Linked DNA regions of Mus musculus: all the other regions are linked to region 4. Evidence: chromatin contacts called from public Hi-C and promoter capture Hi-C data. All regions are on one chromosome and are shown on one strand. Each heading gives the region's core, a stretch centred on a gene start, on an enhancer-like site or on the middle of the called end of the contact. The rest is flanking DNA. Distances are from core to core; before and after follow the strand shown. Region 1 holds the start of Aldh4a1 (aldehyde dehydrogenase 4 family, member A1). Region 2 holds the start of Tmco4 (transmembrane and coiled-coil domains 4). Region 3 holds the start of Otud3 (OTU domain containing 3). Region 4 overlaps Slc66a1 (solute carrier family 66 member 1).

The links. Promoter capture Hi-C pulls out the DNA fragments that hold promoters and counts their contacts. Hi-C and Micro-C count contacts between places; a contact is called where the count stands out from the background.
Region 1: a Hi-C map of liver shows a contact between it and region 4, with 2.5 times the contacts expected there. The contact joins the promoter of Aldh4a1 here to the enhancer-like site in region 4. A contact is called at or near these places in 3 of 39 promoter capture datasets (liver and stem cell-derived epiblast-like cells), 3 of 484 Hi-C or Micro-C datasets (the N1E-115 cell line, embryonic stem cells and liver) and 1 of 9 other capture datasets (adipose tissue).
Region 2: a Hi-C map of liver shows a contact between it and region 4, with 1.6 times the contacts expected there. The contact joins the promoter of Tmco4 here to the enhancer-like site in region 4. A contact is called at or near these places in 11 of 39 promoter capture datasets (the 3T3-L1 cell line, the C10 cell line, cranial neural crest and 7 more), 1 of 484 Hi-C or Micro-C datasets (liver), 2 of 115 datasets of contacts at active chromatin or transcription factors (acute myeloid leukemia and forebrain) and 2 of 9 other capture datasets (liver and pancreatic islet).
Region 3: a promoter capture Hi-C map of 3T3-L1-derived adipocytes shows a contact between it and region 4, with 4 times the contacts expected there. The contact joins the promoter of Otud3 here to the enhancer-like site in region 4. A contact is called at or near these places in 11 of 39 promoter capture datasets (the 3T3-L1 cell line, 3T3-L1-derived adipocytes, cranial neural crest and 7 more), 9 of 484 Hi-C or Micro-C datasets (the C2C12 cell line, the G1E-ER4 cell line, bone marrow-derived macrophages and 6 more), 11 of 115 datasets of contacts at active chromatin or transcription factors (SST interneurons, craniofacial prominence, embryonic basal ganglia and 8 more) and 2 of 9 other capture datasets (adipose tissue and macrophages).

Annotation. Positions count from the first base shown.
Region 1 is chr4:139,620,375-139,625,989 of GRCm38.p6, reverse strand. Aldh4a1 (aldehyde dehydrogenase 4 family, member A1) reads right to left here and starts at 3,096. Exons shown (of 15, transcript NM_175438.4): 1 at 2,793-3,096. The coding sequence starts at 2,851. Iffo2 (intermediate filament family orphan 2) reads right to left here. Exons shown (of 9, transcript NM_001205173.1): 9 at 5,608-5,615.
Region 2 is chr4:138,969,110-138,974,701 of GRCm38.p6, reverse strand. It overlaps Tmco4 (transmembrane and coiled-coil domains 4), which reads right to left and starts at 1,797. Exons shown (of 17, transcript NM_029857.3): 1 at 1,415-1,797.
Region 3 is chr4:138,912,013-138,917,723 of GRCm38.p6, reverse strand. It overlaps Otud3 (OTU domain containing 3), which reads left to right and starts at 3,756. Exons shown (of 8, transcript NM_028453.2): 1 at 3,756-4,114. The coding sequence starts at 3,897.
Region 4 is chr4:139,297,476-139,303,526 of GRCm38.p6, reverse strand. It overlaps Slc66a1 (solute carrier family 66 member 1), which reads left to right. Exons shown (of 9, transcript NM_145384.3): 4 at 973-1,102; 5 at 1,650-1,737; 6 at 2,135-2,277; 7 at 2,423-2,515; 8 at 3,116-3,301; 9 at 4,558-4,997. The coding sequence ends at 4,635. Among named protein-coding and RNA genes, the nearest start is that of Slc66a1, 10 kb to the left of the region's middle. Within about 2 kb of position 4,371, at least 38 of the 459 cell types and tissues checked have an H3K27ac peak or open chromatin away from gene starts, as enhancers often do. A contact at or near this core is called in 3T3-L1-derived adipocytes, liver, neural stem cells and 1 more, where this site is marked.

The sequences.
Region 1 (5,615 bases), core at 1,847-4,346, 320 kb before region 4:
AGGGGATGACCAACACCCAAAGTTATCTATCTCTGACCTCCCTGTGTGCAGTGGCTCGTGCACGCACACACGCACGCACGCACGTACGCGTGCGAGCACACACACCACTCACAGACTCAGTTATGGAAATCAAGAGATTCACAAAACATCGCCCGAGTCTGTAGTTCAAATATAACTCACGCACACCAATTCTTATCAAGTCATCCCTCCCAGGGGAGCTGTGATTGGGCGGTCCCACGTTGCCCAGGCTGATAGAGCTAACATTGCTTGGGGAGAGTTCAGAATTCACAACTGGTGAAACTAAAATTGCCCCAAACGACACAGGAGAGCAGAGCAGTGGAGAAACCAGGGTCAGTTTTCGGGTCTGTGTTTGAGAAGAGAGTTATGCTTGCTGCATCAGCTCAAGGCAGAGATGAGCCTTCATTTGCTACGTTGTAGCAGGGAATAACTCGTTTTGTTACCTTTGATAAGTCATTCTCTTGAACTAAGTAATCCCCAAATTGCCATCAAAGCAGGAGTTAAGTGTGAGGCCACCAAATCCATTAAGAACAGAAGATGAAGCTGAGTTTGATGGTGCACGCCTTTAGTTCCAGCACTCAGGAGGCAGAGGCAGATAGGTCTGTGAGTTCAAGGCCAGCCTGGTCTATGAATGGAGTTCCAGGACAGCCAGGGCTACACAGAGAAACCCTGTCTCAAAACAAAACAAAACAAGGCCTGTGGAGATGGCTCATGTCTTTAATCCCAGAGGCAGGAAGATGAGGTTGGGACAGCCAGAGCTGCATAGAGAAATCCTTTCTCCATAACTAACTAAATAAATAAGTCTTAAAAAGAATGAGGGACTAAATAAATAACCCCAACTGTCCTAGGGGTTGTGCCTCTCAACCACTGAGGAGAAGACATCTATCCAGAGATATTATTCCCATCGTGATTGAAGAAGCCACCAGGACCACGGGCACAGGCTGGAAGCTCTCCTAAGCATTCTGCAGACCTGCCCCAAAGGTGAATGTATTTCGCTGATGTTGTGAAACCTCTCAGGGCGCCCTGCCAGGCCAGCCGCACCGTACAGAAACCAGGCAGCAGGAGGCCAGAGAACTGGTTGCAAAATCCTCTTCCCACCAGTTTAGGGGGCCGCACACTGAAGGGCGGGGATCTGGATCCAGACCAACTGTAACTACAGCTACATCTGCCTCCCCAGAACAAGCTCCTAGGCTCAGCGTGGGGCCCTCACACTAGCTAGCTAGCAAAATGATACTGCTATTCGAAACTACTTCATAACATGGACTGCTTTCCTTAAAAGAAGACAAGATGCATGGGTCCACGCCTCTCTGGCCAGTTAAGTTGAAAACTCCCCCGAGTTCCACTCCCTGATCATGCACTGCCCCCACCCAGTGCATGATCCCCTTGACTGCAGTGCACCTTGTAGCACACTGACACCCGGAGAGGTACAAAGTAAACCTGAGAATCTATAGAAGGCTCTGCCTATCTGAGCCTTCCATCCCGGGGCTGCAGTGGGTGGTCTCGGAGCAGGAAGAAACTGAAGAGGTGCAGGCTCCATTCACCACACGCCCCACCTCCCACCCCACCCCCCAATCCCATGTCCTTTGCCTAATAGCGTCACACAACATGAGGAAGGGTTGAAACTCACCCAGGTCATCCCATGGGAGCAGGGAAAGGGTCACTGATTAACTCAAAGAGGTCACAACTCAGTGGAGGTGGACACGGTGGGTCACAGGCCACAGAGCAGGCAAACAGTAACCAAAGTAGGGGTGTGGGGGTGCTGTGTAAACTGTACAAGGAAGGCAGGCAGAAATGGGGAATAATACCCAAGTTCAAACAGGCCGTGAGCCATACTGGGGCAGGATATTGGAACACATCACTAAGGCAGCCAGGATTCTGGCTGAAAGCAAGCAGCTCTCTGCCCTAGGGCTTACCTGTCTCTTCATTACGTTTGTTTGTTTGTTTGTTTGTTTGTTTGTTTTTGAGACAGGGTTTCTCGTGTATCCCTGACCCTCCTCGAACCTGCTCTTGCAGAACAAGCTGGCCTTGCACTCAGTGACCTGCCTGCCTCTGCCTCCCGGTGATTTATTAAGGAACTTGTCTGAATGGATTTAGGCAAACCTCAAAATGAGCCCCATGCCACGCAGAGCCGCATCACACGTTATAAAAGTCATTATGGCACCCACCGTAAAACAAAAGCCCAATATTGAACAAAAAGGGAGTGGGGTGGAGAGGTCCCTGGGAGTGTCGGAAGGCTCCAGAATGGGAACACAGGGCCGGCCAAGGTCTGGGAGAATCAGCAAATTTGAAATATACAGCGTTAGGAGAAAGAGGGGTGTAGGAAGGGGGCGTGGGCACAAATCCGGACGCCACACCCTCCCTGGGGTTCCTTGGATAGGAAAACTGGCCATCTAGGACATTGGTTTGCAACCTGTAGGTCGCCACCCCGAGCGATCCTTTCACAGGGGTCGCATATCAGCTATTCTGCATATTAGATATTTACATGACGATTTATAACAGTAGCAAAATACGGTTATGAAGTGGCATAATTTTTCGGTTGGGGAGTCACCACACCAAGAGGAAAGGGTCACAGCATTTGTTAAGAACCACTGCTCTAGAGAGACCTGGTAAGGCGCCACAGGTTCTCCATGGGAGAGTGGCTCTGCAGGTCGCGACCCGGCGCGCACTTAGGGGAGCCATAGGGACCCTGGAGATAATGGCTGCAACCTGGAGGACCCACAGAGTGGGATCTGTCCACGGCTCTCAGGACTCAGGCAGCAGAGGGGTTCACTCACCCAGCGCCCCTCCAGGCATGGGACAGCAGGGATCGGCGGAGCGACGGCAGCGGCAGCATCGCGGAGACTCTTAACAGTCTTGCGCAGCTGTGGGAAGCTCAGAGTCAGCCCCACCGGGCTGGACTAGACAAGCCCGGAGCGCACTACCTCTGCGGGAGGCGCAGCATCGCCCGGTCCACCTCCTTCGGGGCCCCTCCTCGGGTACCCTTCCCCCTCTGTCAATAAACATCAGCTGTATTTAACATCAAAATTGCTACTGTGGACTGCGGGTCAAGAGAATGCAGCAGAAAAGCCCTGAAATGATACTCTCTTCTCCTCGTCTCCTCTCCTTATGGTATGACCCAAGGAGAGAGGGCGTGAGCCTCACTGACCAATCAGAGTCTCGCATGAAAGCCTCCAGGCCAATCAGCAGGACAGGCAAGCTGCAGCCTTCTTAGGCAGGGCTGGAGAGTTGCAGGAGCCAATGACAGATCCTGCACAGAGCGCGTGCTCAGTAGTAGAAGTGGCCGGGGGGGGGGGGGGGGGGGGACCCGGTCGACGCGACAGGTGCTACTTGGGTCCCCAACACTTGGTGGCTGGAAGGCTGGACATCTGCAGGCTACAACTCTGCCCGGGCCCGCCGAGCCACACCAAGGCCAGCTCCCTGCCACCTCCCCGGGGGCTGCCACCGTGCATGGAGCCTGATCTGCCCTCCATCTCCCAGCCTGGCTCAGGGCCAAGCCTGGGCTTGCTTCCTTCCAGATTGGAATCAGAATGAGATAAAACCCTAGCGGGCCTGAACTTAACGTTCTTCGTTTTAATTTTCTTTATTTCTTCCTTTTCTTAAAAGCCTCTAGCCACAAAAACCAGTTGTTCCTGCCTCTGTCCCTCTGTCCCTCTGCCCCGTGGTTAAAATTTTCAGTTTTCTTCATGAGACGTTGTTTGATGAATACTCGAACGTATTAAAACAGCTTCCGAAACCTGCTCTTAGAATGATGCCTTAGGGAACCACTGTATTCCTAAGATACTGGTATGGGTTTTCTTACTTTATTCTCTTTGGGTTTTGTTTTTGTTTAATTTTTTTAATTTTTTTTTTTTGGCTTGGTTTTACTTTTTCAGACAGGGTTTCTCTGTGTAGCCTTGGCTATCCTGGAACTGGCTCTATAGACCAGGCCCTGAATTTACAGAGATCCACCCGCAGGTCTGCCTCCAGAGTGCTGGGATTAAAGGCCTGCACCACCACAGTCCTGCTTCAACGTGTTTCTCTGTCTTTGACAATGTAACCAGGGCATTTACTTTGGGGTCCCTCTGGTTCTAATTTGATACCACACTGGGCAGATTCGCCTCAAAACACCATGACCAAAAAGCAAGTGGGGAGTTAAAGGTTTACGTGTGCAAATTTTCAGCTCATCACTGAGGCAGGAACCTGGAGGCAGGAGCTGATGCAGAAGCCGTGGAGGGACGCTGCTTACTGGCTTGCTCAGCCTTACAGGTGGACCGCCAGTCCAGGGGTTGGACTACCTAGAATAGGCTGGGCCCTCCCACATCAATCACAAATTAAGAATTTTTTTTGCCCAAGTAGCTGTGCAGTGGTAGTGCATACCTTTACATCTAGCACTTAGGAGGTAGATGCAGACAGATCTCTGAGTTTGAGGCTAGCCTGGTCTACAGAGTGAGTTCCAGTCTATACAGAGAAACCTTGTCTCAAATAACTAAAATGATAATAATACTAATACTAACAATAATGTAATAATTAATTAACTAATTAATAAAACAGAAAAAGAAAGAAAAGGAAATGCCCTACAGGCTTGCCCACAGGCTGATCTTTTGGAGACATTTTCTTTTTTTTTCCTTTTTCTTTTTTTTAGAAAAGATTTACTTATTTATTATATGTAAGTATAATACTTGTTTCTCTTCAGATACACCAGAAGAGGGCATCAGAAACCATTATAGATGGTTGTGAGCCACCATGTGGTTGCTGAGATTTGAACTCAGGACCTCTGGAAGAGCAGACCGTGCTCTTAACTGCTGAGCCATCTCTCCAGCCTTGGAGGCATATTCTTAAAATTTTTTGTCCCCTTCTTTCAGATGCCACCAGCTTCTGTCAAGCTGACATAAAAACTATCCCATGCAGGCTCTGTGGACCTCGGTTTCCTCTTCTGTTAAATAGGATGATGTTATGCACCTTGAACACCCGTCACCCTGGTCTTCCCCCTTTCCTGCCAACTACTCCATTTAAGGCACTCTAGGAGATGGGACTAGGAAAGAGCTACATCATGTGACCAAGCAGCAGTTTCTCTCCATCCTTGGAAATGGCAGCTCACAGTGGAGGGAGGCCACCTTTGAATGTGGCCCTTTGTTAAAAGCAACTGTAACAGTGGACAATATCAAATCCAGAGTCCAGCAGGTGCTTCTTGTAGACATTCTGGGGAGGTCTGTGAAATAGGGGCTTTGTAGCTGGTGGGACCTCAACTTTAGACCAGGCAGTGCCAATTAGCCTAGGGTTTCTTGGGGCCTCTTCTGTCTAATTCTCCCTGCCTTAGGTCCTTCTGGGAGGTTTTTTATGTTGGTGTGTGTTTGTTTGTTGTTACTTGGTTTCTCAAGACAGGGTTTCTGGCTGTCCAGCAACTCACTTTGTAGACCTTGAACTTACAGAGATCTACCTTCTGAGTTCTGGGATTAAAGGTGTGAGCCACCAATGCGTGGCATCCTGGAAGATCTTACTGTGAGATGCAAATAGGCAAGTCCCCAATCTTATCACTGATTGGTTAATAAGTTTGCTTTAGTCTTCTTACCCCTCCCACAACCACCAGGATACAAAGCAGCATAAACCATGTGTGCTAA
Region 2 (5,592 bases), core at 548-3,047, 330 kb after region 4:
TCACTCTAGACCAGGCTAGCCTCAAACTCACAGAGATCTGCCTGCCTCTGCCTCCCAAGTGCTGGGATTAAAGGTGTATATATCTCTATCTCTATCTATCTATCTATCTATCTATCTATCTATCTATCTATCTATCTATCTATCTATCTATCTATCTATCTAATTTAAAGACAGTTTCTCTACATAGCCCTCATTGTCCCCTGGAACTCACTATGTAGACCAAGTCAGTCTCGAACTCACAGTTTGAGATTAAATCCCAAGCACCAGGATTAAAGGTCTATGCCACCATCGCCATGCCTGGCTTTAATTTACTTTTGATTTGGGTACTGTGCTTTCCAATTCATGAAGCATCCTGACACGATCTTCAGCACTGGGAAGAATTATAATCCATGATCCTCTTGTGTTATAAGGAAATGAAGGTTCAGGGTGACACCCAAGGTGACACAGAGAGGAAGTGGCAGAGCCAGGCTCAAGTTCCTTGAGGGCATCTTTTAAGTCCAGGGGAGTGGGAAACTGAGGCTGGAAGCAGCATCTTCGGTGATGCCCAGAGGTTCAGGCGGTTTGGTAGGGTTCTAACTAGGAGGATGGGGCCCTGGGTTCCTTCCTGACTTCTCAAACATACTGGGTAATTGGGGATTTTGGTGGCCTTGTCTTTCTGCCTAGCTGATTCACCCTGAGGAGTCTTCACTACTGTGTCTTCAGAGCCTACACGATGACACATAGTAGGTGCTCAATAAATATACCCCGTGAGTGGCGTCCTGGGAAGCCCTACAGGGGTGTGTTCCCTCCTACTTGAAGGCAGCAGTGGCCTCAGGATCAAACCTGCAGATTTAGCCAGCCCCAGCTTCTACTCTGGGTCACCCCTGGCAAGGACAAGGACATCATGGAGGCCAGTTTTGAACCTAACACTGGGTCAAACTCTGAAGTCAGCTCACCCTAGTTAACCTCTTTGCTCTGACTGCCTGGTCCTGGCCAAAATCATCCCATTGTTCCCAGACTCAGTTTTCCCGGATGTAAAAACCTGTAATGTGAAATGTCCCCTACTCTGTAAAAACCCGCAGCGGGGCGAGAAGCCACGCCCCCGTCACAGCAGGAAGGGGCCGGGCCTTTCCGGGACTCTAGGGCTTCCCAGGCCTCGGGGAACTGAGTCTGGAGACACAGAGGGTGGGAGTGGGTGCCTGGAGCTCCCAGTACGCAGGGGGCGTCCAGTGACCCTGCGTGACCTTGAGCAAGGTCCTTTCTTCCCTTCAAACCCAGCGACCGGTGCCCTGGGCTGTGCTGGCAGGCGGGGGCCGCTGGCATGCTCGTTGGCATCAGTTTCCCCTCCAGCTACTCAGGAGTCCCGAGAGCACTTCCGGGTTCGGAAGCGCAGTGGAGGCGGCGTGGGGACGATCGGGGCTCCCCGCGGGCTTACCTGGAGGCGGCAGCGACGGATGGGACGACGGCAGAACTTCTGGCAGCCCCGCAGCTCCCGCCCTGGCGCTCCCCGCCTGTTCTCTCCCTGGCCCAGCCGCCCCACACCGGCCCGGGCCGGTCCCGCCTGCGCAGCCCTAGGGCCCGGGCCTTCCGGGCTGGGCCGGGCGCACCGCCACCTAAGCCACCAAAGCCATCGCCCGGGTGCTGGCCTTGGGACGGGACCCGCACTTCTGTGTCTCCCGCTCCCCAGGAAGCGAGAGCGCGGGGCACAGGAGGGGTCTGCAGAGAGTGCTCACCAGGGGCTGGGCTGGCATGAGGGGAGTTCGAGCAGACACTTGAAGGGGAAGCTTCCAAATTTTGCCGCCACACTTGAAAAGAGCCTGTCCCAGAAGGTGCCTCCCCCTCCTGTGCACACTGCTCGGTGAAATTTGCAACACCCACGCCTTCTGATCGTTCTTTCACTTTCTCTAATGCTCGCCAGTCGTTGCACCCGTGGCTCTTCCGTCCCACGGGCCTCCGTTTTGGGGTTCCATTCCTGTTAGACTAGCCACCCACTCAGCTCTAGTCTTTGAACAAGTATTTGCTGAGCACCTACTACGTGCCAGCAAGGTTATGGATTAGCACACCAGGCCTTCGGGCCCATATTTTAATCGTAGTATTTAACACTGAAGTTGATTGTTTTCCTGTTTGCCAATTTATAATCTGGGTATCCCACACTAGAACTTAAAGACCCCAAGAATGGAAGGGGGGGTTGTCTCCCATGCCTCATCCTCCGCTCTCCTCATTTGGGAGCCGGCTCTTGGTTGCCCAGGCAACCTGTGAAATTTCATCACACCTAATCTACAGGTGAGGAAGTAGGTGGCCATCCTGGTCAGGGCTGGAATCTGAGTCACCATGACCTCTGACGTCGTTGCTCTTTCCCCTGGAGAAGATAGGCTGGAGTTGGAAATGGAAAAAGTTCTCGAGCGGACAGATGAGACGTGCGGCATTCCAGCAGGGAGCCTTATGACTCAGGATCCGACTGGAACGCTAGAGGGCCTCCATCACCTGATCTCTCTATCGGCCAATCAGGACCTAGAAGAGCTAGGAGGTTATTGTAGGTCAAAAAAGGACAGTTGTGGAGGGTTGAAGGATTCTAGCTGAGATTCTGGGCATCACTAAGTTGGGGAAATAACCATACCAAGGTGGCACGCTCCCCCCGCCCCCCGCAAATATCATGGAATTTTAAAAGATCCTATTGTTGTCTATGAGGAATGGAGGATTGGAGTGACCAGAGGCCACCGATTAAGAAGCGGTCCTGAGCTGAAGTAGCCAGCCTCAGCCTGAGCAACTAACTACCTTAGCCTTTCAGATGTGAGACAGCTGCCGTTTTTTTTTTTTTTTTAATTTCAGCATAAGTTGATTTTAGTAAGTTCTTGATATTAAAAAAAAATAAATGTAACTCTGAAAGTTAAAAAAAAACGGTCATTCTCTAATGGAAAACAGAATCACAATGGATAAAGAAAATCAATATGGAAAATAGTTTTAGAAAAGAAGACATACTCAAAACAAAGTGATCGCTTAGGTGGGGTTTGGGGACAGTAAAGACGCAGGGAGAACACTGCGAGTGACTCCTCTGCTTTTAGTCCATAGCCACATATCAATATTGATTTTTTAAAAAAATCTTGTCCAATGTATCAGTGTTAAGATTGGAAAGTAAGGCAAAGGTCACATGGATTTTTGCTGAGGACTCTGCACTATTTCTGAAACTCTCCTGTCCGCTGGTCGCTCTAAAGCCCTTGTCACACACGTTTGCTAAGCAAGTGACAGCTTGCATCCTTACTGTAGTTACAGGTTGCCTCTGAGCTAAGCCCTGCTTTGCCTTTGTTTAAAAGGATCAGCAGGGCCTGATGGTGAAACCACAGCTCCTTGTTGCAGCGTGGTGCCAAGGCTGAGGCAGGGGGATCACAGGCTTGAGGCCTTCTGGGGGCTTTACAATGAGTCAAAGGTCATCCTAGGTAATTTAGTGAGACCATGTCTCAAAAATAAAAAGGCGAGGAAGGCTACAGCTCGGTGGCAGGGCCCTGGCCTGGCAGGTTCCTTCCCTTGACATCCATAATGAAGGAGTGGGCCCTGCGGGCCCTGCTTTTAGAGTCTGAGGGCAGCAAACGGGCCTCTCCACAGAAAGAAGTGAGGATAGTGTTCTCCCTGAGTGATTTAAGGCCTTTTAACATGTGGCTATGTACTAGCTAATAATGAATTTTGTATCACCAGGGTATTTGTCTCAGACTTTTAAAATGTATCATATTACGGGAGGGATGTCAAAGGTTCTCTTGTCTTTATTGGAGGTTGGCCCCAGGATCTGGAATGAGTGTTGAACTTTGGAAGTATAGCCCCGTCCCTCTTTTTAGGTCAGAGGAGGATATCAGGTATCCAGTTCTGTCACTTTCCACTTTTTCCTTCAAGGCAGGGTCTCTCCATGAACCTAGAGCTACCCTCTCATTTCCAAGGGGATGAAAGAAGGTTCAGACCTTCAGTGTGGACCAGAGCCTGGCCCTGCACTCGAGGCCTCTTGCCTGTCCTTTCCACTCACATCCCCCTGCAGCACTGCCTGACTTCTCTGCCCACTCCAGGGCAGCAGTGACCTTGCCTGTACTCTTGTCCCCAAGCTCTGATGTTCCAGAAGATGGTTGGGACCAGGTCATCTTCAAAGAGACAGTAGTATTAGAATATCTTTGCCCAGGGACCCCAAAGATACCTTGGCTGGGACCCACCCTAAGCCAGGAATGACAGGGGCTGTGGGTCTAGGTCCCAAGCTAAGACACGGGGCAGTAGTTATTTGATCAAATGAGGGCATTCTTCAAGCCTGGGACTCCAGTGTTCTCACCTGTGGGATTCCAAGCAGCGAAGCCTGGAGAGGGGTAGTCAGCAAGCCCAGCCTGCTTTTTAATCTTTCTTCCTTCAGCAACCTGCTCATCTCTGAATCCCCACGGTTCCTGTAGTTCATTTCATATTTTCTGTGACATTTCTCCCACACCCATAGGCAGCGATCAGATTTTAGGTTCGTTCTATTCACAAAGGAGGATTCACATTGCTAAATCTGGGCTAATTCCTAAAATCTCTAGCATAGACTGACCGTGCAACCTTAAGCAGGTAGATTCACCTGTCTGATCTCAGTGTCTTCCTCTGCACGAGAGGGAACACAGTGAGTGGTTCAGCGCCACAAGGCTGTCAGGAAGCCATAACGTGTCAGTTAGGGAAACGCCTGCCTGTCTTATGAGTACTGGGCAAACACTCTCCCACCAAATGGTAACAAAGTATTTCCTTGACCAACTGAAAACTCTGGGGTGGATTTTGTCTCCAGGAAGTAAAACGGGCCTGGAGGAGTAGGTGGGGAGACAACGTTCTTTTGCTGTCTGCCTGGCAGTCATCCCAAATGTCACACACAAGAGGCCAACAGGAGAGATGCCGTCTGTTCACCCTCTGGGAAAGGGTGTTCTTCAGGACTATGCTGGCTGCCTGTGAGAACCGGAGCTCATGCACACCCTCAACACTCTCGCTGCACTGGGAATTGTCTGGCCTTATAAGAAAAATAAGAAGTCACTGCCTTTTTCAAGGCAGTATACTGCACTCATGTTCTTGCTCGCTTTGGTATTTATTTTGTGAATTGCATTGGGGATGACTGGACCTAGGGCTTCACACATTCCAGGCAAACATTTTACCGCTGAACTCTACCCTCAGCCTGACACACAGTCAGACAGAAGGAGCCCTTGATGTGACCTCCTCACAGGCGTTCAGAAGCATATGGCCCCTCCATCGATCGGCTTGTGGCTCAACCAGGCCCTGAGCAGTTGGGACATCCAGGGAATCTTAGGACTAACGGAGTCAGACTTAACTCAGTCTGAGAAAAGGGAAGCAGAGAGCCAAAGACCTTGCTCAACAGCATGTGACCACTGACCAGGGCCAGGCACCCAAGGATCCAGTGGCAGAGTCCTCTCATCTCTCCTGACAAAGGTCCTGTCACCATGAACTGTGCCCTCCTGTTAGTCTCCTACTGCAGGAAATGGGGTGAATGGGAAAGGACAGTGCACAAGGCCTGGGGAGTCCCTCCAGAGTTTTAAGTCTGATCACAGGGACTCTCCGAGACAAACTTCCAGCTCCCACACTGGGCTTCTTGCTCTCCCACTTCCTCTTTGC
Region 3 (5,711 bases), core at 2,507-5,006, 390 kb after region 4:
AGTTATGTACTTCCAAGATACACTGGCAAGGAACAGAAGAGACGGAGGAGTTGGAGGACCTCTCTTTGTAAGAACTCGTTCTGGAAAAATACAACATTCATCTTTTATCAGAGTAGAGCTTTCACGAACCCACCTCTTTGACAAGAGATTTAATTTTTATTTATTTATGTATGACCGTGTATGTGTATGTGTGCATGTGTACATGAGTGCAGTACCTATGGAGGTCATAAGAGGGCGCCAGATCATCTGGAGCTGGGATTACTGGTTAGGAGATGCGGGCGTGGGTGTTGGGACCTGAACTATCTTCTGAAAGAGCAGCAAGTACTCCAGTCGGAGACTTCACTTCTTAAAGGTCTCGCTAATTCAGCACTGCCAAACTGGACACCAAACTTCAGATGCTTGAACCTTTGGAGGCTGAATCACATCCAAACCACAGCATGTCCTTCCTTCCATCTCTCACCCCAAGGGTCAAGCCTCGCATTCCTTAAGTTCCTCAAAGTCCAGGTCTGGTGCTGGAGACTCACTAGCATCTGCTCTTGGCCACTTACACTCATCCTTGAAGCTCCAACTGAGAATTTTCTCCTATGAGAAGTCATTTTGTATCTTTGAACTTCTTCCCCACCCCCGCCCCCTCCCCCATATCACACACACACCTTCCTAGCAGCATTCACCCTGCAGTCTTGTCATCACTGAATCCTTGCTTATAATAAAACCTTTGGATTTGGGGCTTTCTGTAGTCAAGGTCGATGTCTCTCTATTTCTGCAACTTACATGTGCTGTGTAGCAATCTCCTCTGAAGGGAAACATTCTTTCCAAATGGAGCCTCATGAGATTCAGGAAGTGAACAACTTAGGAGTCTCAGGAAGTTTCTGAAGCTGGCAAGACCAGTTTATGGCAGCAGGTGGAGGAGACTCACTGACCTGCTGAGCTGCCTGTAAGCTATCCAGGGAGATCTGGGGATACAGCTTTTCTGAGTTGGGGCATCCAGGCAGGGGCAGGCTTTTGGTGATGTAGCTGCCTTTGGGACATCCCTACTTCAGTAAGTAATTCCTCATTTATACTCTTATAAGTCAGCCCAATAGATGTTGTTGGTTCTCCAACTTGACCTTCAGTGAAATCATTACTTATTATTGATTTTATGGCACAGGGTCTTACTCTAGCTTAGTCTAGGCCAGTAACTCTCTGTAGCCCAGGTTGGCCTCAACATCATGGCTCTCTCCTGCCTTAGCCTCCTTACTGTTGGGGCTCTAAGCATGAGTTCCCATGCTTGCCTAGTGTTCCCAGGTTAGGTATAAAAGACCTCAGTCAGATAGAAGGTTCAAAAGGGAAGGCAGTGACATTATTGTAGAAAGAGGGTGCTTAATATAAAAGGAGCCAGGAGGAGAGAGACATTATCACCGGTGATGATAACCCCAACAAGTGGGCATGGCTTGGGGTAAACAACTCTCCTGGTTTTCCCCAACACTATCAGTTTGAACCAGAAAGTTGTGTGCGTCCCAGAAACAGCTTTAGTCCAGGCAGACCTAGATTGGCCATCCCAGGATGAAATCCCAATTATTGGACTGAAGGGCTCTTTCTGCTTTCTTCTTTGGATTAAAGGGGGAAGGACAGGATTAATGAAATATCTGGGCTCCAGAGTCAGACAGAGCTTTGCTTCTCAGCTGCGTGGCCCTTTCAGCTAGTTAACTTTTGTGGTTGAAGTTCCTGTATTTTGGGAAAAAAAAAAACAAACCAAGTCACATAGAAGCATGTCTCTCAATGAGTGCTCACCATGTCCGTGTGTGCGTGCTCCTGTGTATGCACGTAGATGGAGGCCAGAGTCAGCCTATCCTGCTCTCCACCTTAGTTTTAAAAAAGATTTAGACATTTTTATTTTGTTTATGAGTGTTTTGTCTGCATGTGTGTTGTTTGTATGTATGTGTGTGCATGTATGTATGTGTGTATGTGTGTATGTATGTATGTGTTGTATGTGTGTATATGTGTGTGTGTCTGTGTATGTGTGTGTATATGTGTATGTATGTGTGTATATGTGTATGTATGTGTGTATGTGTGTATATGTGTGTATGTGTGTGTGTGTGTGTGTGGGTGTACCATGTGTATGCAGAGCTTGTGGAGATCAGAAGAGAGGACCAGCTCCCAGCTCCCCTGGAACTGGATTACAGATGGTCATGAAGCACCTTAGCACCTGGGAACTGAATCCAGACCCTCTGTAAGAATCACAAGGGCTCTTAGCCACTGAGCCACCTCTCCAGCCCCACACCTCACCTTTGACAACTTCAACCATGTAAAAAAATGCATTTGATTTTATACACTCTTACTTACTCCGTCCCTCACTCCCAGGAATCTCCATCACCGTCTTGACTTGATATTTTGTGTGGGTAACCATAGGCACAATGAGTTCATGGTCTATCTCATTTCTTGTCACAGGATGTCTTAGTTAGGGTTTTATTGCTGTGAGGGAACATCATCACCGAAAAGGAAGTTGGGGAGGAAATGGCCTATTTGGCTTCCTCAGTTGAGGAAGTGTCTCCATGAGATCTGGCTGTAGAGCTTTTCTTAATTAGTGATCAATGGGGGAGGGCCCAGCCCATTATGGGTGGTGCCATCCCTAAGCGTGTAGTCCTGGGTTCTATAAGAAAGCAGGCTGCGTGTTGTCAATTCCTTTAGGCTCTGCCCAACAGTTACCTAGCAACAGCTTGCGTTTCTCCCTGCCAGGTTTGAAGACCACTGTTAACCATAATCTCTCTCTCTCATATCCCTGACTGGACCCTACCTCTGTTTCTCTCTTCTCTTTCTGTCCTTCTCTGTCCCCCTCCTTTCTCTGCCTCTACTCCTTTTCCAGGTTCCCTTCCCTTCCCTCGATAAACTTCCTTTTGTTCTAGGCCTGTCGTATGGTGGTGAGTCCTCAGAGGAATGGGCCTGCTGAGGTTCTCCTGCCGCCACATTATACTGCCGTTTTATAAAACATAACACTGAGCAAGTCAGGGGAAGCAAGCCAGTAAGCAGCGCCCTCCATGGCCTCTGCATCAGCTCCTGCCTCGGGGGTTTTAGACCTGCTTGAGTTCCTGTCCTGATGGCCTCCAAGGATGGATGCTGATCTTGAAGTGTAAGCCAACTTGTAGCTCACTGATTGGCTAAACTGCCTGGCAGTGAGTGCAGTGGGCTGTCTCTTCCTCCTTAGGGATGGGATCACAGGGGCTCTCTGACAGGCCTACCCTTCTTAAAGTGGGTGATGGAGATCCGAACTCAGGTCGAACCTGGCATATGGAGCAAGCACTTATATGGACTGAGCTATTTCCCTAGCTACTGTAGGCTGAGTTTTTAAAGGGTCTGTGCACGCACGCAGGCGTTTGTAATTGATTGCGGATTAGCGCATTCTAGACAAACATATTCCCTTATCATCCTTTCCTTGTCCTGGAACTCACTCTGTAGACCAGGCTGGCCTCGAACTCAGAAATTCGCCTGCCTCTGCCTCCCAAGTGCTGGGATTAAAGGCGTGCGCCACCAGGCCCGGTCACCCTTTCCTTCTTTTCCGCATTTTTTTGCTCTTGCCTCTCTTCTGACATCCTCAGTCATCCTTGACCTGTCTGGTCCCACTGCGCCTCACTGAGCACTACCCACCACGAGGGGGCAGAAAATAACCAACAAAACAGGTGCTTCTCTAGTCTTCCTATCTTTCTCTATGGTGCCTGCTGGCCCCGCCCCGGGGGCGGAGCTACCACCACGTGACCTGGCTGCCAGGCGACCGCGCCGGCGCAGTGGCCGCGCCGCTGTCGCCAGGCGTCGTCCCCCTGCGCCGCTCCGCCCGGTGGCCGGCTGAGGCTGCGGCCCCGGGCTCTGCGGCTCCGGCTCCGGCTTCGGCTCCTTCCGCGGCGAAGCCGTGTGCCGCCGCAGCCATGTCCCGAAAGCAAGCGGCGAAGAGCCGGCCGGGCAGCGGCGGCCGCAGAGCCGAGGCGGAGCGTAAGCGGGACGAGCGGGCGGCGCGCCGGGCGCTGGCCAAGGAGCGGCGGAACCGGCCCGATCCTGGCGGCAGCGGCTGCGAAGAAGAGTTTGTGAGCTTCGCCAACCAACTGCAGGCCCTGGGGCTGAAGCTGCGGGAGGTGCCGGGGGACGGGTGAGGCGGGCCGGGAGTGCGGGAAGCGGCGCTGGGGATGCGCAGGGCCGGTCGCTGAGGGGGAAGCAAGGGTCAGGCTTGGTGGAACGCTGCGGCAGGGTCCCCCGAGGGTCCGAGCGGGTCTGAGAGGTGACCTCGAGGTGCAGCTGTCATGAAGCCGAATGGGAAAGGACCTAGGTCCCGCTCGGTGTCATGCTGGCCCTCCTGGGTGTCCTCGCCCACTTTTGCACTGGGGTATCGAGGGCGGAGAGCTAAAGGTAGCTTCCACAGAGCTTGCTTCCCACGTTTTGGGTTCCCCAAGTAAAAGGCATGAGAGTCCCGGGCCAGCTGTTTCTGGGAGCCGGATACAAGAGTAGCAGCTGGAAACAGAACGGAGGAAGGCGAGGGGAAGCAACTTAATGGAACGGGGACATGGGTCCAGGAACGTGGGGAGAGAGAAGGAAAAGAATAAAGAAACGGGGAGAGGAACGGGTTAGCAGGTCCGAGGGAGCCTGCCTGCTAGGTGTGTTGTTGCAAGAGGCACTGTTAGTGTGTTCTCCTCTAGGAATGGTCAGGTTGAGCCATGGAAGAATGGAATACAGCTAAGGAGTCTACAAAGGCAGATGTGGCAATGAGACTGGGGGATTTGCCTGGGCTATAGGGTGACAGGGTTTCAAAAAACAAAACCCAACAAAACCAAACCAATCTTTCCCTCTTGAGAAAGTCTCGCTATGTAGTCTTAGGGCTGGCCGGGAATCCCCTGTGTAGACCAGGTTGCCCTTAAACTCATAGCCATCTGCTGGGATTAAAGATGTGTGCCTCTGTCCCACTACATAAAGTATTTTCTTCATTTGATACACTACGCTGAATTTTATTGATCAAGACTCAATAAACTAACCCCATTTGTATCTCCTGCCTTCAGAGCTTCCGGCAAATTGGATAGGTATTTTGTTTAAGTTGCAATTAGAGTTAATTGTATTCAGCTACTGCTTCGAACAGTTCCTGGGTCATAGGAGGCATTCAGCACTTTGTTTTTCAGGGATTAAAAACTGTTAAGGGAGGCCACCTAGCTCCAGTAGAAGTACAAACTGCGGTAGACATCAAACCATCAAGTGAAGCTGGGCGAGGTGGTGTGGGTCTTTAATCCCAGCGCTGGGAGGCAGAGGCAGCGGATCTCTGAGTTTGAGACCAGCCAGGCTTACAAATGGAGCCAGGGTTGTGACACACAGAAACCTGCTCTTGAAAAACAAAACAAAAAGCATCAAAGTTGAATGCCGTGGCCCCAGGTGTGGGCATTCTGCAAATGGTTAGATTGTATCTGTCATACTGAGCAGGGTTTCTCTGTGTCAAAGAAATAGGCTAGGGAAATGGGAACTATGGAGAGATACAGTAGGTTCCCAGGAGGGAGGCATGTGGCAGTAGGTCACTTATAGCTTGGTTTGGGGGCCCTTTTGTATTCTGAAAAATGCTGTGGAATAAGCACACATATGCACTGTATGAGCCACAGCTCAATATTTACCATATTCATAATTTAAAGACAGGAACCCATTAGCCATCTAGCATTGAGATAGTAGCGATACACACACACACACACACACACACACACACACACACACAG
Region 4 (6,051 bases), core at 3,122-5,621:
CCAGGCTAGTTGGCACTTGCCACCCAAGCCTGACATTCTAAGCTGGATCCTGGAAAACACATACAGGAGGTGGCAAAGGACTGACTCCACCAAGTTGTCCTCTGATCGCTGCACGTGTGCGGTGCCCCATGCGTGCCCCCGATAATATATTACTACTTTAAAAAGTCGAGGAGGAGCTGGGGATGTGGTAGAACTCTGACCTAGCACATGGGAAGCTCTGGGTTCCAACCTAGGCCCCGGGCGGGGGGGGGGGGGGGGGAGCAAGACTGGAGTCTGAGGCCTTGTCACAAACCTCTGGCCAGGGTGACTCTGAGCAGTAACAGCAACACGGTCATCTGTCTCCAGTGTGCAGTGGCCTAACAGATCTGACCTTCCTTGTATTGGGACTTAAGGAGTCATCGCCTGAGACCCCAGGCTCTTAGCAGCAGCAGTGGCAGCGGCTTTCTTTACATTACATTTGGCTTCATACAACTCCGCCTCAGCATGGAGGGCCTCAGGGAACAGTCTGGGGACTGAAAGCCTGTGAAACCCGAGAGTGACCAGGTTGTCTATGTCTTACCATCGGTGACTCCTGAAAACAGGACCTGGCCGGTCCTCAGACCCACCTCAACTGCCACCGCCCCTGTTTTGAGCTCCTACCTAGCCAGATTTTTACAATGAAGCCAAGGCCTATACACACCCTCTGTCCCTTCTGGGAGACCCCAGGGGGCAGTGGGGAGAATCTAAGGCAGAGACTCTGTCTGGAAAGAGACTCGGCTGCTGTGCCCCTGGGCTAGTAGGGGTCCGGTAGAATTCCTCCACAGGTCAAAGAATCCGTCAGAGGATAATACTGCCTGTGAAATTCTGGGTTCTATCCTGAGGTTGGAGCATCTGGGCTCTCCTGCCCACCGCTGCTCCAGTCATCCTCTTAACAAGTCCTGTTGGCCGCCTTAGGCCATCACCTCTGAGCTTGAGTCCCCTCCTCTTCCACAGCCAGTACATCAAAGCCTGCAAGACAGGCAACATGGACCAGGCCCTATCACTGTGGTTCCTGCTGGGCTGGATCGGTGGAGATTCCTGCAACCTCATTGGCTCCTTTCTGGCAGACCAGCTACCCCTGCAGGTGGGTGGGGCCCAGGCACAGTAGGGCAGCTTAAAAGACAAATAGGGGTAGCTGTGGGAGGAGTCTGGGGCTTCAAATATGTCAGCCCACACCCCATAATCTACCATCCTGTGTAAGACGTGGGTCAAGACATCTGTCCAAGTCTCAGATTTCTAATTTCCACGTAAGCATATCACACCCCAGGGGTCTGTGGTTCTGAGGGGTTGTGGGCCCAGATACTTTTTCTGAGTTTAGGCCCCTCAAAGTAGCAAGTGGGGTTTTTCTTGGGGAGCACAGACATTATTCTGTGGCCAGCAGAACTGGGGTCAGTCAGGAAGGCCATGGCTACTCCGTCTCAGTGGCTCTAGCCACAGATGCTGTGTTGACTGTCCAGGCTGGACCTGGGTCCATTCTTGATGGACCCTTTGTCCACCTGACTTCCTGTTTACACAGGTAGGAACAGGAAACCTTCTGTTCAGTCACCACTTGGGGTGCAGTGGAGGGGTGCTGGGGCGGTCACGTCATGGCCTGGGACTGCAGCCAGTGCCTGGGTCTGCTTCTCTCTCAGACCTACACGGCTGTGTATTATGTCCTGGCCGACCTGATGATGCTGACGCTGTACTTCCATTATAAGTTCAAGAAGCGACCTTCTCCGTGTGAGTCTGGGGGTCACGCTGGGTCGGGCTCAGCTGCCCTTGGGAAGCCTGGGACCTGAGGTGAAGCAGGCTGAGATGGAGACGTGTATACATCAAACCACAGGGAGGAGACTCTGTTCAGAGTCTCTGGTTCAGAGCCAGAAGTGAGGGTGCATCGCAGAGCAGACTCCCCAGCTGAGTGCCGACCCCCCCTGCCCTGACTATCTTTCCTTTGCATCCCTAGGGGAAGGGTACTGTTGTATGCCCATTCTACAGATGAAGGACTGGAGCTCAGAGAGGCTAGGTCACTTGTCCAAGGTCATACAGCTACTGAGAAGCAAGGCTGGGGACTCCCATCCCAAGCTGTCTGCTGTACACCCAGATACCTAATCTTGGCTTCTCTCCTGCCTCAATCCAGTGTCTGCCCCTATCAATTCTGTGCTCTTGTTCATCTTGGGGACGGTGTGTATCACACCACTGTTGAGCAGCACTGATCCTGTGGCTGTCCCCAGGGAAGGCTTCCGGGGGCGGACACTCCTGTCTGTGGAGCCAGGCAATAAGGTAGGAAGGAGATGATGGGTCTGTGGTGGTGGCATGGGGGGGCCACCTCGCCTTCCCCTGCATGATCACATAGATGTTACGTTGTGGGGAGACCACCCCTCTAAAGCTCCCACCAGATATTGAGTGTCCCCTTCCACCCTCCCAGCCCTTCACAAAGAAGGAGGTCATCGGCTTTGTCATCGGCTCCGCCTCCAGCTTGCTGTACCTGCTCTCGAGGCTGCCTCAGATTCGCACCAATGTGAGCTTTCAGGAGGGGTGGGGTCACATGGAGGAGGGCCGCCAGGTTAAGCAGTGGGATGGGTCAGGAGTTTTGTTCGGAAGATCTAAACCACAGCAGCAGATGACATGGGTAAAGTCACCCAGCTGGCTGCGTCTCTTTCCACCTCTGGGAAATTGGCTCCTTGACACACCTTTCATGGGGACATGCATGAGACTGTTTCCCAGCAGTGCTGGAGGTCAGGTGTGCGGGAACTGCTAAGCTGAGAAACCAGAGTGGACAGGAAGTGATGAGGACCCCTACTGGAGGCTTACCTGGCAGAAGGAGTCCGTGGGGGCCACAGCCAGGGCTACCCATGGTCCTGGGGGCAGTGCTTGGAGCTGGGATTTGGAGCTGACCATGGACAGGGAGTTTTGAGTGCCAAGCCCATAGTTGGTATGGGGCACACAATGAAAAACCAGCTAGGAGTATGTGTCATGGAGGACACACACAGGGACTGTGGCTGCATAGATTAGGCTTGGTCTTGGACTCATGATCCTCCTGCCTCAACCCCCCAAGTACGTGCTGGGGTTGTAGACAAGAACCCTCTTTGGGGTCTCTCACTCAGCCCCTCCCCCACAGTTCATACGGCAGTCAACCCAAGGCATCTCCTACTCGCTGTTCGCACTGGTGATGCTGGGGAACACGCTGTACGGGCTCAGCGTGCTGCTCAAGAACCCCGAGGTGGGCCAGAGTGAGGGCAGCTACCTGCTGCACCACCTGCCCTGGCTCGTGGGCAGCCTGGGGGTGCTGCTGCTCGACACCATCGTATCCTTCAAAGCGTGTGATGTTGGCACCGTTGTGTGGGCAAGACGGCCTCTGCTTCAGTGTGCACATCCCTGCCAGCCCACCCCTCTGTCTACATACTCATCCACCTGTCCATTAGCACATTCACCTATTCGTCCGTGTGTCCTTCCATCTACAATCCAGCCTTTAACCACCCTTCATTTACCCATCCAACCTCATCCACCCACCCATCACCCACTTAGACACCTATCCATCTATGCACTCACCTAATCATACACACATCCCATTTGTCCACCCATCCTTCATCTATAATCCAACATTTCATCCAACCTCCATTTACCTGTCCATCCCCATCCATCTACCCACCGTCTGTCCATCATCCATCCATCCATCTACCCACCCATCCATTATCTATCCATCCACCCATCTACCCATCTTCCAGTGTATCTGCCCATCCAGTCTCCCACCCACCTGTCCATTCACTCGACTACCCATTCAGTTTCCCATTTATCCATCCATTTATTCACCCACACCCACCCATCCACCCATCTGTGTGTCCATCAGTCCATCCATGATGGGTGGACCCAGCCAGGACCAGTCCCATCAGTGAGCAAGGACAGAGCGTGCACTAGGTTTTGGGGTGGTTACCTAACTTCAGTGGCACCCAGCGCCGTGGAGTGAATCACCACTGGACTCTCCTGGTTTGGGGGAGACAGAGGCCCCAGCAGGTCATCGCACCGGGACTGGGGGAGAAGTTATTCAGGCACAAGGGAACAGAGTCCCAGCACAGCCTGTGCAAAGGCCCCAAGGGACAGAAGAGTGTGTGCACTGTGGAAACGAGAGCTGAGTCATGGAGACAAGCTTGTGTGGGCTTCACTCCTCTTCTCCGTTTCCTCCCTGATGACAAGGGTGAACTGCCAGTCAGACCCTCAGGGTTTCAGTCACTGTCCCTGCTGGCATCAGTGTCTGAACACCCTCTCCATGTGACCTGTTAGTGTTGCCAAGTGGTTCAGCTGGACGTTATTTGGCAAGAAGTAAACACGGTCTTTGTGTCAACATTTGGAGAGTCCCAGTGGGACGTGGTGAGAGAGAAAAGCTTAAAGTCTAGAGGGCCCATGTGGCCCAGCCTCTGGGTGTTGTAGGGAGGAAGAGCGCCCTATTCCAGGGTCCCTGATGGCAGAGTCAGGGCATCAAGGAGGGCACTCGGTGGTGGGAGAGCAAGGCGACAGGAGCAGGGCTGGCCCAGTGTGGCTGCAGTACCTTAACAGTGTCCTCAGATCTCCATCCAGTTCCTGGTGTACAGAAGCCATGAGACTGCTGCTGCCTCAGAGCGAGAGCCCCTCCTCCCCAGCTGATCATCGTCCTGGATGATGGGAACCTCAGCTGCCAAACCAGGAAGGATGAGGTGTGGGCAGAGATACTGCCGCCGCTGGACTGGGCCTAGGGGGCTGCCTGGAACTCTGGGCCTGGCTGCCTAGAACTCCTCCTGACCTTCAGACAGATCTGGAGTTGGCTTGTGCTGCACAGGGGCATACATCTCAGGTGTATGACAGCTGCCCGAGGAGCCTCTAGGGCACCCATAGCTGAGACCCCAGAAGACGGTATGGTCACCTCCCATCTACCTACCTCAATCTGACTGTACTCTTGGTTACATCATAGTCAGGGGACCCAGGGTTGTCCCTCTGACTGGATACAACCTAGTAAATGGTACCTTCCAGCTGGGCCTGTTTCTGCTGCTCCTTCCCGTGGTGCTTAGGGTCCAGGCAGGGAGATAGGGGGACCATGTGTAGCCTCCGTGGCCCTTGGCATCCTGACTTGTATCTCTCTGCCCTCTTGTACACAGACCTTACCCTGCTGTGACATGGAGCAAAGGGGACACCAGTGGGCTCTTTGTTCGTGGGGCTCTGGAAGAAGCAGATAACTAAGGGCAGGATTTGGTTGAGCATCACCAGGGGCACTTGGCATGACCACACGACCACCCTCTGTGTCCTTGCCAAGGCTGCGTAGGTAGGGTGAGGCGGTTAGCCCAAAGGGAGATGTGTAGTCAAGTGTCTCGCAGGAACTCAGTGACAGTTGCCTTTGAAGTAGAGCAGAGGGGCAGACTGGTGCCTTCCTGAAGAAGGTGGAGACCGGAAGAACAGATGGAGGACAAAGCCAACAGGAGACAGGGCCCAGAGGTGATGAGGACAGAGAGGAGGGAGAAAGGTTGCTCCCCGCTGTCTTTGTTACACCACCTTTTGGGGACAGAGGACCAGCCCCCTTCCTCGCTGGCCTCAGCTTACTCATACATTATTGTAGGTGCAGAAAGTTAGATGCAGGCCAGGGGCTACCTGCCAGAGACAAACAGGGCAGCCACCTCTGAGTGCTGTCTCATTGTCTTTGCCCACAGCTAAAGAGAAGGTCCTGGCACAGACCCAGGTGAGGCATGTGGTGCTCCTGGTCCCTACTCCCAGCCCACTGCTGCCCTCAGGTGATCTTTCAGCTCCATGCCATCCTGGGACTTGGCGCTATGCTAGTTTCCTAGGGCCAGATGGCACCTTTTCCAAATCCTGAAGATCTGGGGCCTCAGTAAGGCACGTGACCCCAGGCGCAGGCCTGAACTGAAGCTGCACAGGCAGGAGAAAATGAGATGGCAGCCCTGCCCCTGGGTCTGTCAGGAGGGGTGACACTCCTTCGTGGGGGACTTGGCTTTGACAGAGGGGGTACAGTCTCAGAAAGATTACATTTCTCCAAACTTTGATTTCTTCTGTCTTCTGGAAGCTTGCTCCAGT